Linked DNA regions of Gossypium hirsutum: region 2 is linked to region 1. The links are chromatin contacts, called in public Hi-C maps. All regions are on one chromosome and are shown on one strand. The core of a region is the stretch at or near the end of the contact, and the rest is flanking DNA. Distances in the headings are between cores, read along the strand shown.

What was found. A called contact is a pair of places that touch in the nucleus more often than the background predicts.
Region 2: a Hi-C map of leaf shows a contact between it and region 1, with 1.7 times the contacts expected there. The contact joins the enhancer-like site here to the promoter of LOC107889572 in region 1. A contact is called at or near these places in 3 of 34 Hi-C or Micro-C datasets (callus, fibers and leaf).

The regions. Positions count from the first base shown.
Region 1 is chrA09:72,938,012-72,943,882 of Gossypium_hirsutum_v2.1, forward strand. It overlaps LOC107889572 (protein PSK SIMULATOR 1), which reads right to left and starts at 3,586. Exons shown (of 2, transcript XM_016814047.2): 1 at 3,145-3,586; 2 at 911-2,913. The coding sequence starts at 2,850. The coding sequence ends at 1,234. It also overlaps the pseudogene LOC107890130.
Region 2 is chrA09:73,050,229-73,056,099 of Gossypium_hirsutum_v2.1, forward strand. LOC107889568 (protein ROS1A) reads left to right here. Exons shown (of 21, transcript XM_016814044.2): 21 at 851-1,192. The coding sequence ends at 975. Among protein-coding and RNA genes, the nearest start is that of LOC107889567, 8.5 kb to the right of the region's middle. Within about 2 kb of position 2,468, at least 3 of the 9 cell types and tissues checked have an H3K27ac peak or open chromatin away from gene starts, as enhancers often do. A contact at or near this core is called in fibers and leaf, where this site is marked.

The DNA.
Region 1 (5,871 bases), core at 2,336-4,835:
AGGAAAACAAGGGCCTGACTCAATATCGAATCAGATTGTTATCATAATCATACTGGTAAAACTGACATAAGTATATTTAATTTTTCTAAGTTTTTCATTTATTTGGGGACTTTGGACGAAGGTACTCCAAATAAAATGAAGAATTGTAGTAACGTGGCCTAGATCTAACGTAGTTCCATCATGATTCTTGCATATATATATATATGTATATATATATATTTGTGTAATGTGCATTATTGTTGTGTAGGAAATGTTTTTTGCCGGCTCAGAAACAAGAAGCAGCGCCATCGAATGGGCGATGGTAGAGTTGCTCCGTAAACCTGACTCGATGAAAAAGATGAAAGAGGAGATAAATCGAGTTATCGGAACACAGAGAAAGGTTGAAGAGAGTGATATCGATAATCTGCCATACTTACAAGCAGTGATAAAAGAAACGCTAAGGTTACACCCTGTGGTTCCTTTACTCCTTCCTAGAAATGCCATGCAAGGTACCGACTACATGGGGTATTTCATACCCAAAGAGACGCAGATTTTTGTCAACGTATGGGCAATTGGAAGAGACCCAGAAACATGGGAGGATCCCCTGGCTTTCAAACCAGAACGATTTTTAGGGTCGAAAATAGACTACAAGGGGCAGAATTTCGAGTTGTTACCTTTTGGATGAGGGAGACGAATTTGTCTAGGCATCTCATTAGCTCACAAGGTGGTTCATCTTGGTATGGCCACCTTGCTACATTCCTTTGACTGGGAGCTCGGGAACAACATATGTCCCGAAACGATTGACATGAATGAAAGGGTAGGGATAACAACTAGAAAGCTCATACCCTCGGAAGCAATACCGAAGAAGCGAGTCATGGATGCAAGATGATCATGAGCATTAATGGATGAATGCATCGTATTAATCATGTAATGCGCAAGTAATGTTAATATTTCTATGAATAATGTTTGTTACAAACGGCTAGCAACCCAAATTCATAAACTATATAAACAAATAAAAGATATCCGTAACTTGCAAATGAAAAAGTACATTGACATAGGCTTGATGCAAATAGGATACAATGAGTTTGATCTAATAATCAACAGAGTACCTCAAAATTGGAAATGATTTCTTCTGTGTTCGGGACATTTGAAAGAAGCCTAATGGAAGAATGCAGCATTGTTTCAGAAAGTTGATTGTTTTCTTATGTCATCCCATTTGAGCAAAAATCGTGTACAGCCAGTACCGGTAGAGTCTCATAAAGCTAGTTTATTCCGTGTTCTCCCGATCCTACAGACATAATTAAGGCCCAGAAGAAGCTCAATAATAGCTGCTTCTGTTTTCGGACGATTTGCAAAGTGTAGCGTCTGTACCAAAAGTATATCAGATTGGGAAACCTTACGCTGTTCCTCGAAATTACGGTCTGACTGCCACCTAATCATGTTGTGAGCAAGAGGAGCCAACCATTCCAATATCCGCACTAATGCCATTCTCAGTTCTGCTGCAGGGGAAGCACTACGGATTGATGAAGCCCAAGTCTTTGCATTGGACTTCAGTTTAAGGCGCAGAGCATTTCTTATACATGCAGGTAACATATTGTAGAGCTCATCTCTTGCATCGAGGCAGATCATGTGAGGCGCTGAAACTAGTTTCTCTATCAAGATAATGATGTTCGCATAGTGGAGAGATAATGCAGCATCACCAAGTGTCGATGTAGGAGCATCCAACAAGTGCTTGGTATTGAAGACGCGTAATTTAGAATAAATTTTATCACTGCAAGATAACGACCCTATCTTTGAATAGTTTAGCTTGTCCATGTTTACATTGTAAGCACCAATGAACCTGAAAGATCCAGTGCCAATCGGCTTGCGGCTGTTTAAAATCTGAGAATTACTTCCAACAGACACGCATCTTTTGAAAGGACCAATTCCAACATGACCGAACTGTTTGGTTTTCAGACGTGGGTGCTTGCCGTGTAAGGCAGTTGAGTGATGATGAGAGTGTAGATGCTGGCCACTGATCTGCGCTGACTTTGAAAATGACTGGCCAGGAGGTTCAGAGTTGAAACCGCATAGATTATTATCAGAAGGATGTACGGAAGACATTAGAGTGGAAAACGAATTGCAGGGGGGAACAGAGGCACTACTAACAGATACCATTTGGTGGGTTCTAAACACATATTTTATCTTCTCAAGTATTGTCAAAAGTGATCTCAACAAAATCCGGACAACATAATCATATGTCCGAACCCACGGAGACATGTCACGTAGATTTTTCACTTCCTGGCGCTGCAAAATTACCTTCTTTTGCCACTCGACTGTTTTCATCCCATCCCCCTCCGAGTTTCTCCGAATCCTTCTAAGAGTCCGCTCATGTTCTGCCAGCACTTCCAACTCTCGAGTCAACCGCATCGTAACCAAAACGAATCTCTCCATCTTCTGTACTTTCCTCTCCATCTTCTTCAAGCAATATTCCCACCCGAGCCACTCAAAACTGTTCAAAATCGGATCTCTTATGAAATATTCGAAACGGTGATATACGGGGTTATTGCATTTCTTCCCAAGCCTGGCCACAGATGTTGCCAGAATGCCAAAATTCTCAATTATCTCGTTCAAAGCAAGATCCATAAGGTAATTTTCATCGTTGGACACAAGCCTTCGAAGACCAAGTGAGTTAGCCATTTCTTTCCTCAACTTGAAGATCTCCGTATCATCCAAAGAATGCCATAAATTCACCACCTTAGACATCAAACTAGCAACTTCGAATACTAAGATTCCAAGCATCTTGCCAGTTATATCCAAATTACTATTGTTCCTTGAATTCAACCGTGAACCACCAAACCACGACTCAGCCACCATCTCGCCTCCCCTCATCCAATAAAACTTCAGGTTTAAGCACTAATCAAAGATTCCCAATTCCAAAAAATGTCGTAGTCCCTGTGTGGGACAATAAAACAATGGCACAGATTACACAATTATTTCAACTACAGTTGAAACAACTCATATATGTATATATATATATAACATGAAATACAATTTGCCAAGTTAGACCCTTTATAGGAAGTAGAAACTCAAAACTCATTAATAACAGAAACCCATAATTTATAAGAGCAAATAGAACAACAATTTAAAAAAAAATTGCAGTCAGATGACAAGAAATAAACTTACAGGGGTAAAAAAACATAATAATAGACAAAAAATTACATCTCCACGAAGCATCAACAGTGAACTGAAGAAGGACTTGGTTGGGTTTTCAACAGGGAAAAGCAGGGACCAATAAGGAGCAGAAGGAAGAAGAAGAAGAGGGCATGCTTATAAACGTGAAAAAGATAGAGGAAGAGACAAAAAGAGGGAAAAACTCGAAATCGGTCAAACCGAAGTTAAAAATGGAAACCAAAGTGCGGAGAGTTTTGGGTTTATTCTGGTGGATATCAAGGAAGATGCACGCACTCAAACTAAATGTTCACGTTCAAAGCTGTTGTTTTGAAGGATCCTTTCATTTTGCTTTGGTTTTATGCCTTGTTTTACGTTAATCTCGAGTGAACATTTTTAAGAGTATATGCTTTTTCATAAGCATTGGAAATGGATCAAATCTGTTTTGATCAACTCCAACGTATACGATTTTTAATAATGTATATAAACTTTAAGCAAATGTGACCCTGACTGTTCCATCATTATACTCTATTTACTAAATTTGAATTTTATTTCTGGCAGATTTCAGTTTCACGTTGGTTGGTTTTATGATATAATCTAATTTTAAATATTTATTCATATTTAAAATATAAATAAACTATCACAAAATTAATTTGTAATATTTTACATCAATTTTAATTTGATAAGAGGTTCGTAGAGTTGGTGACCCAAATGATTATGAAAGGGAGAGTTCCAGTTTCCCACTTGTATGTTTCGGCTAAAACTATAAAAGGACTCCTTGCATTTTTCCCTTCTCTTATGTATCTAAACAAGTCTTTTAACCTGTTGGCCAAATTTTTTTTTCTTTTACCCTTTTTCACTTTTAACTTATATTTGAATAAATTTTTAAATTAAAACATGTCAAATCTACACGTTGATTTAATATACAATTTATTACAAGAACTTTGATTTGATACAATCGCATAAATGAATTTTAATTTTAATTTTAATATATAAATGAAATTTTAATTTTGATTTAACTGTACACATTTAAAGGAATAAATATATTAAAATTGTACATTTCGATTGGTCTAGGATGAGCACTTTAACCAGGTAGTCTTCTTCACTATGTCAAGTGTGAGCTCGCTTCAAATAAAACAAAATTTACAAAAATTAACAGTCAACTAATTTCATCATTTCTTTAAATGTAATATTCTCTTTATATAAGGAGAGTTTAGAGAGTTTAACAATAATTAAACTTAATCACATTAATTTAAACAATGTAAATATTAAATTTAATTTAATATTAAACTATTAAAATAATATTATTTTTGAAATAGTTAATTTAAAATCAAATTCTCTGTTAGAGTCTCAGTAGGAGTGTAACTCTTTCACTGCTCAATCACCGAAGACCAACTGTCACCAACCATTAGAACGTCGTCATCGTAGCCGTCGACACCGCCTTATCTGGTGATGTAAGTGCAACACCCTTACAACAGCCTGAGCTGGTTCGACTGCTACCAGTTCGGTTCAGGTCAGTGACAACTCGACCGGTCTGGTCTAGCCACCGATTGGACCATTGGCCCAGTTTTACATACAGGGCTCGGTTCGACCAATTTTTGTGTCTTAGTCTCGTTTTTGAGCTCTTTGACCCAATTTACAATCTTAGGTCCAATTTTCAAGTTCAATTACCTATTGGGCCAATTGTCCAACTTGAAAATTAATTTCTAAAAAAATTGTATTAATTTTAATTTAACTTTATCAAATTAATTTTTTTTAAAAATCACTTAAAATTTTCAAATTAATTTTTCAAGAAAATTTTTTAATCAAATTCTATAGTTGAACAATTCTTACGACCACCTAATTTAACTCCACATTGAATAAATAAACTAAATTAAAATATTTCCAAAGTCGTAGAATTTTCTTATGATTCAAATGCAATCCAATCGAGTTTTTGTTGAGCTAGCAGAAGAACCAATTAGACATATACTATTAGGCTCTAGTAATTACAATTATGTCTAGAAGTATCATTCCAATAACTCGTAATTACTTAATCAGTGAGTCAGTCCACAAGAAGTACCATTATTGAAAACTCCTTATTGTATACTCTTTATGAAAGTAATTCATCTAATTGCTTTGTTTAATGACATCGTCATGTGTGGGGTTTTTTTACTAAAGAAGTATAAAAAAATTAAAAAATTTCAAAATAATACACCTAAAAAATTAATTACCGAAATGGTATGCTCAGGGTGGTCACGCCACTCTGACAGGCGGCACCACCCTGACTTTTGACGGCCAACAGTGAAAAAAAACACTAAAAACAAAAAAAAAAGCTGAAAACGAAAAATAAAAATAAAAAAAAGGTCATGTGGGTGCCAGAGGCGACATTGGTGCCCAGGTGACTTTTTAGGCCGATTTGACCCCTCATGCAGAGGGGTTTTGTTTTTTTGTTTGGGGGACCATAATATATGGTCCCCAAGGCTTGAGTTTCGGGAGCAAAGAAGGAGAAGAAGAAAAGGAAAAGAAGGAGAATAAGGAAAGAAGAGAAGAAGAAGAAAGAAAAAGAAGGGGAGGAGAAGGAGAAGGAGGCCGGCAGTTAAGAGAAGAAAAAAGAAAAAGAGAAGGAGAAGAAGAGGGAAGGAAAAAGAAGGAAAAAAAAAGGTAATTTTTTTTTTATAAATTTGAGTAATTAATGTTAGTTTAAGTTATTTATTTAGTTACTATTATTATTGTTGTTGATTGATTTGGATCTAAATCAGATAT
Region 2 (5,871 bases), core at 1,218-3,717, 110 kb after region 1:
ATTTTGCTTCAACCATGAGCTACACCTTTCATGAATATAGTAACCTTTGTACTCCTCAAAGAAGAAATTAAACCCTTTACATTGTTGATATTTTAACTCGTAGCTTAACAGTTAACAATGGCATCTCTGATATACCAACTCACAACTTAGCTTAATAGTTAACAATGGAAAGTAGTTAACCTTAAATCATTTACGCTATTGGCTCTTCCACTTCAATCTTGAAATAACACTTGGAGCCCAAAAGCTATTCCTTTCGAGAACATTTTAGCCCTTAATCTTATCCTCAAATAAGAATTAAGCCCTTAACATATTTGATATTTCTCACTATCTACCAACTCATAGTCTAACATTTAACAAGGACATCACTAATCTACCGACTCATAACTAAGCTAAACAATTAAAAATGGATAGTTAATCTAAAATCATTTATGCTATCATGAATGCCCAAATTGGCTCATCCACTTCTATCTTGGAATAATTCTTGGAGCCCTAATCATTCCTTGAAGGCTTCCTCTGAATTCTTGGTGACAATGACTCCCACTGCCGGCCCAAATGTAACTAGGTACTGAAAAACTATAGCATTAGCACGCTCTCAGCATAAATTTAAAATGCTTTTACTAACCCAAACTACAAGCATTACCAATACAATCTCAAACACAGCCCTCAACAGTAGAACACTTTCCCTTTTCTGCACATTTTATTCTGAATTTTGTACAGCCAGACAGGAAAATAGGTCATTGTCAAAACTCTTTCATTTTTGGTAGTTGTACCTAGTCATTCCAATACCTAAATGATGTGCGGATGTATAGTCATTTCAAGAATTTTCTTACCGTTTGACAACAAATTGCAGGATTTGTTTGTGTGAGGGGATTTGACCAGAAATCACGAGCACCCCGTCCTCTAATGGCCAGACTGCATTTCCCAGCCAGCAAGTTGACCAGAGGAAAAGGAAAGGGTGCAGCAGAATATGAGTAAATGATGGAACTTTCATAAGGGTCCAAACAACTAAAAGTTGACAAAATAACAATGTACGATAAACGAGAGTGGAATTGCATTTTACAATACTGACGTGGTTTGTAGGAAAATGTGAAAATCTTTGTATAACTCATAATCACAAAGCCATGTAGTGCTAATACTGTTTAAGAAGGTTCTAATTACTTAGTTTCATGCTCAAACTTTGAGCAATTCTTCAGAGATCAGCTTCAACAAACGCTGCCTAATGCTAATTGACCAAACTTTTCCTACAATGAAAATAATATACGGCCAAGGCCATCGTCAAGCCTCTAAATGTGCACACGGACATAAATGCTTTTATCCCTTAACAATTGATAAACAATTAAAGGAAAAACGAGTGAAGCTTACGGGAATGTTCAGAATGAAAAGGTGGTCCAGTTTGTGATCTGGGAAAGACAGTGATGAAGTATAAACTCAGAAAAAATTATGAGAACTTGTTAATATGGGAATGTCACCCAGAAATTACAGTTGAGACGGATTGGCAAACAACTAAGGAATCTAGGAAACTGCGTATCAGAATTTAGGGTTTTAAGTTTAGCTCAATTAGTTCATATTATTATCTTTATCAAAAAAATATCAGCGTACAGTATTCAAAAATTCGACTGAATTAGTCTAACTGTTTTTGATAAAGTAACTTCTAGTTCATACAACTATTTTTAATAAAGTAGCATCTATCAGGCTTGAGGTTTAAATTCAACACATACAACATTTCTAAAATAGCATATAACAAGTTTGGCCAAAATAACTGAATGTCGGATAGAACTCAGAAAAAAAAACGATTACACTCCAATTGCGTAATGATCTCAAATGCCAATTCATATTCTAGAGTTTCAACGTTACCAATTACCTTGCTCAAGTTCGGCAAAAATCCAAGCAGTTATGCGTTCTATCTCAAGAAACCGAATAGCATAGAATTATATGTCTCAATATTGAATCGTGGAAAGAAATACTGAACGAATCAACGCTTTAAGCTCTTTACAGAAAAAAATATAGACAAGATCGAAAAATTCATCATAATTGTTAAATGCTTCTTTCCCCAAAATAGCTAAATTAAACAGTAGCAAACCTGGGGGAGAAATGAGATAAAAGCGCAGGAAAGCTGCACCGGATAACAGTTTGAATGGAAAGAAAAAAAAGCGAACCGCGTTTCATTTTTCTTTAATCGAAACAGCAGATCTAAGGGCACATGAAAATATCAGGAATAAAAAGCTCGACTTTATTTAAACACTAGACAATTTTAAACGAAAGATAAACATTCAAATGGACGATCTGGATCGAGAAACGAACCTCTTTTTGAATTTGTAGGATAATGAAAGAAAATGATGAAGCAGCAGATGATTTAGTTTGAGAAAGATGACAGGGTAGTGTTGGAGAATTTGCCGCCTTTTTTCTCTTTCTCGGCTCCTTTCCCTCCTTAAATTTGAAGGCCCCTTCGTTTTTTCAGCCCCTGTGATGCTCGGCTGGCGCTGGGCTCCTGATCGGACTTAGCGGCCTGTATTTCACTGGCTTATTGATCCAAGCTTTAGAGGGCATTTGTTCTGTTAAATACTTAAACATTTAGGCCTGGAATATTTTCCAGGTTTTCATTTTTTTCTTTTTAAGTATTTTCCAGATTTTCTTTATTCAATATCTGAAAGATTAACATGTATGTTTGTGTCTTTGAAATATATTTATGCATGGTGCTTTACTTGCGAGTTAGTTTTTTTTTTATCAGTACGATACTACTTGTTATTTAAGTAATCAAATTTGGCATTGATATGAAATAAATATTTTATCATAAATATTATGTGATTTCTCCGATGGTCCAATATGATAATAATATATCAAATATTAACGTATTGAATGAAAAATAATTATAATTGAGGTATTTTTCATGTTTGTGTTTTATGACTAATGAAGATTAATTTTTTCGGGGATATATGGTTGCTCCCAACAATATCGTCTCCAAAGTTTGAATATATATTTTTCCTTAATAGTACAAGATTTGAAAAGAAAATATTTTATACTTCGAAAATTTGGGTTCCATTTAATTTCTAAAAATATTTTTTATTTATATTTATATTTTCTTTTTCTTTTTTTAAAATTTTTTATTTTTTATTTTTCATTTTTTAAAAATTGAATAACACAAATATATATTGTTTAAAAAAAACTTAAGAGTTTTCAAACTTTGGTAAAAAAATCAATTAAGCTTATTCGCAAAAAAACGCACTTAATTAAATACCTAAACTCTCAAATCATATCAATTAAGTTCCTTAACCAATATTTTTCGTTTTGACCATTACATCATTGACGTGGCCATTAATGACGCGGACATGATGGTCTATGTCGAAAAAAATTTATTTAAAATTATTTAAAATTTTTATATTCAAAATGAAACTTGACAAATGGATGTCCAAGAACGATTGTCCAAGTTCTTGAACAATCATTTGTCCATTAAAATTATAAATTTTTAAACATTGTTCAAATTTTAAAAAATATTAAATTTTAAAAACATAAAAATTATCAAAAAAATCATTTAAAAGTTTAAGCTGAAATGAATTCTGGACATGTGGTTGTTTAGACTGAATTCAAGATAACTTTTATAAATTATATAAAGTTTAAAAATAAAGATCAAAAATATTTTCTTTAAAGTATGAGATTTCCATCAATAATTTAATTTTATCGGTAATTTTTAAGCTATATAAAATAAAAAATAATAATTTAGAAAGACAAACAAATATTTTTAATTTTATTAATTATACTGATAAAGTTTAAAAAACGTGTGAATATATCCTTTTCTTTTCTTTTTTTACATGTGCATTAAGTGTAACTAATCATAGCTAATAGTTATTACAATTTAAATAAACTAATTCTATGAAGATTTCAATCAAGTATATTAATGTATAGCACTAGATGTAAGTATGTAACTATCAACAGCTAATAGTTATTATAATTTATTAAAATAAATAAATTAGGTGAGATTTCAATTTAGTATATTAATAATGTTTTTTATTTACTTAAAAAAACAAATTGAAAGAACTTTAATATCATTAAATTTAAAATAATTTTTAAATAAAAAATCAATAAATATTTTTATAAAGTAAATAATTAAAATTTATTAAATTAAAAATAAATTTATATAATTTAGAAAAATCATCTAGAATGAATATGGACATATAGTTGTTTAGATATAAAATGAATCTAAACACTGGTATGTCCAATTTTATTTTAGACTTAAACATTTAAATGATGTATAACATTTTTTTTTGAACTTTTTGAATTTTATTTAAAATTTTTATAAATTTTAATGATGTTTTGCAAATTTATAATTTTTAATAAGTTTTTTTTATTATTTTAAAAAAATTAAGTTCGAAATGAACCTAAACCAATAATTGTCCAAGTTAATTCTAAACTTTTTTTTGTTGTTGGCATGGTAGTTGACAGGGCATCGCCACGTTAACAACTATTTCTAACATGGACTGCCATGTCAACACTGTTAATAATCACATCAGCTACGTAAAGTTTAAAGACAAAGGATGTTGGTCAAAAGGTTTAATGGATGCAAATTGGGAGTTTGAAGCTTTAATTGAGTGTGTTTATTTCGCAGAGGGCCTTAATTGGTTTTTGTTTTGCCAAAATTCAAAGGTTTTTTTACCTTTTAAGCCCCCAAAAAATTGTCCAAATGTCACGTGTCAACATCATATGAAACCACCATTTGACATGATGGTTTCGTAGAATGTTTGTTAGGATTTGTGCTTAATGCGGTGGATGAATAAACAAATTTTTCTACATGATTATTTAAGATTTTTATATGTTTATTCTTAATGGTTTTTTTTATATAGAAAACAAGAAACACCCTAAACTAATTAGCGAGACACTAATATAGAAAAGGTGACTTCGATTGCATCCACTAATAACAAATTGCTAACACCCAATGCAGTTCATAAAAAAAAAATCAAATCCATGTCAAGCTCCAAGTTATCATTGGCAAGCTAGTCGATAAAAAAATTCTCCTCCTTTGGGACATACTTCAACTACCACTGCTAATCTCTTCTGAACAAATCCCTAATATTTTCAATGATGCAAAACAACAGATTGTGTAATGACTCAGTTTCCAATGGTATTGAAAAAGGCGATTTCGGGATCCCGTTTCTGTAAACCGGGTCTGCAACATTTAATAATGATGTTTACGAAGCTAAAGTATTGATGAATTGAAATTTGGTTAAGTGGTTTAACCGAAATTGTGAGTATTAATGACTTAGGGACTAAATTGTAAAAGTATAATAATTATAGATTTTTAATTAGATTAAGGCTTGGGGACTTAAATAGAAATTATCCAAATGACTAAAATGGAAAAATAAACATATTCTAAATAGATGGTTGTGGGATGTGATGTTTAATGTCATTAGTTTAAGTTAATCAAATATTAAAGCTTAATTAAACATGATTAAGTTAATTAATTAAGTTTAATTAAATTTAGACCTAGTATGTATACAATGTGATAGTCGAAAAAGATGAAACATCTTCATCTTTCACCACCATCCACCACTGAAGGGTTTGGGAAGCTTGGTTTTTAACTTTCAGCCCTTAATTTCAAGTAAGTCCCTAACTATTTTTCTTTAATTTTTACAGATTTGAGGTCGTGGGAGCTTGAATTAGCCAACACATATACTAATTTGTAAAGCTATTAAAGTTTTGAAAGTTTCCATTGTTGAGAATTGATTGAAATTTGTGTGAAATTGGTTGAAATTAAGCTCAATTTATGAAAAGGACTAAATTATAAAGTTTAATTGTTAGTTTTGTACCTTAGGGACCAAATCAAATAAAATGAAAAATTGTCATGAATTGTTGGTATGGGTAGAAAATAAAGGGTCCTTA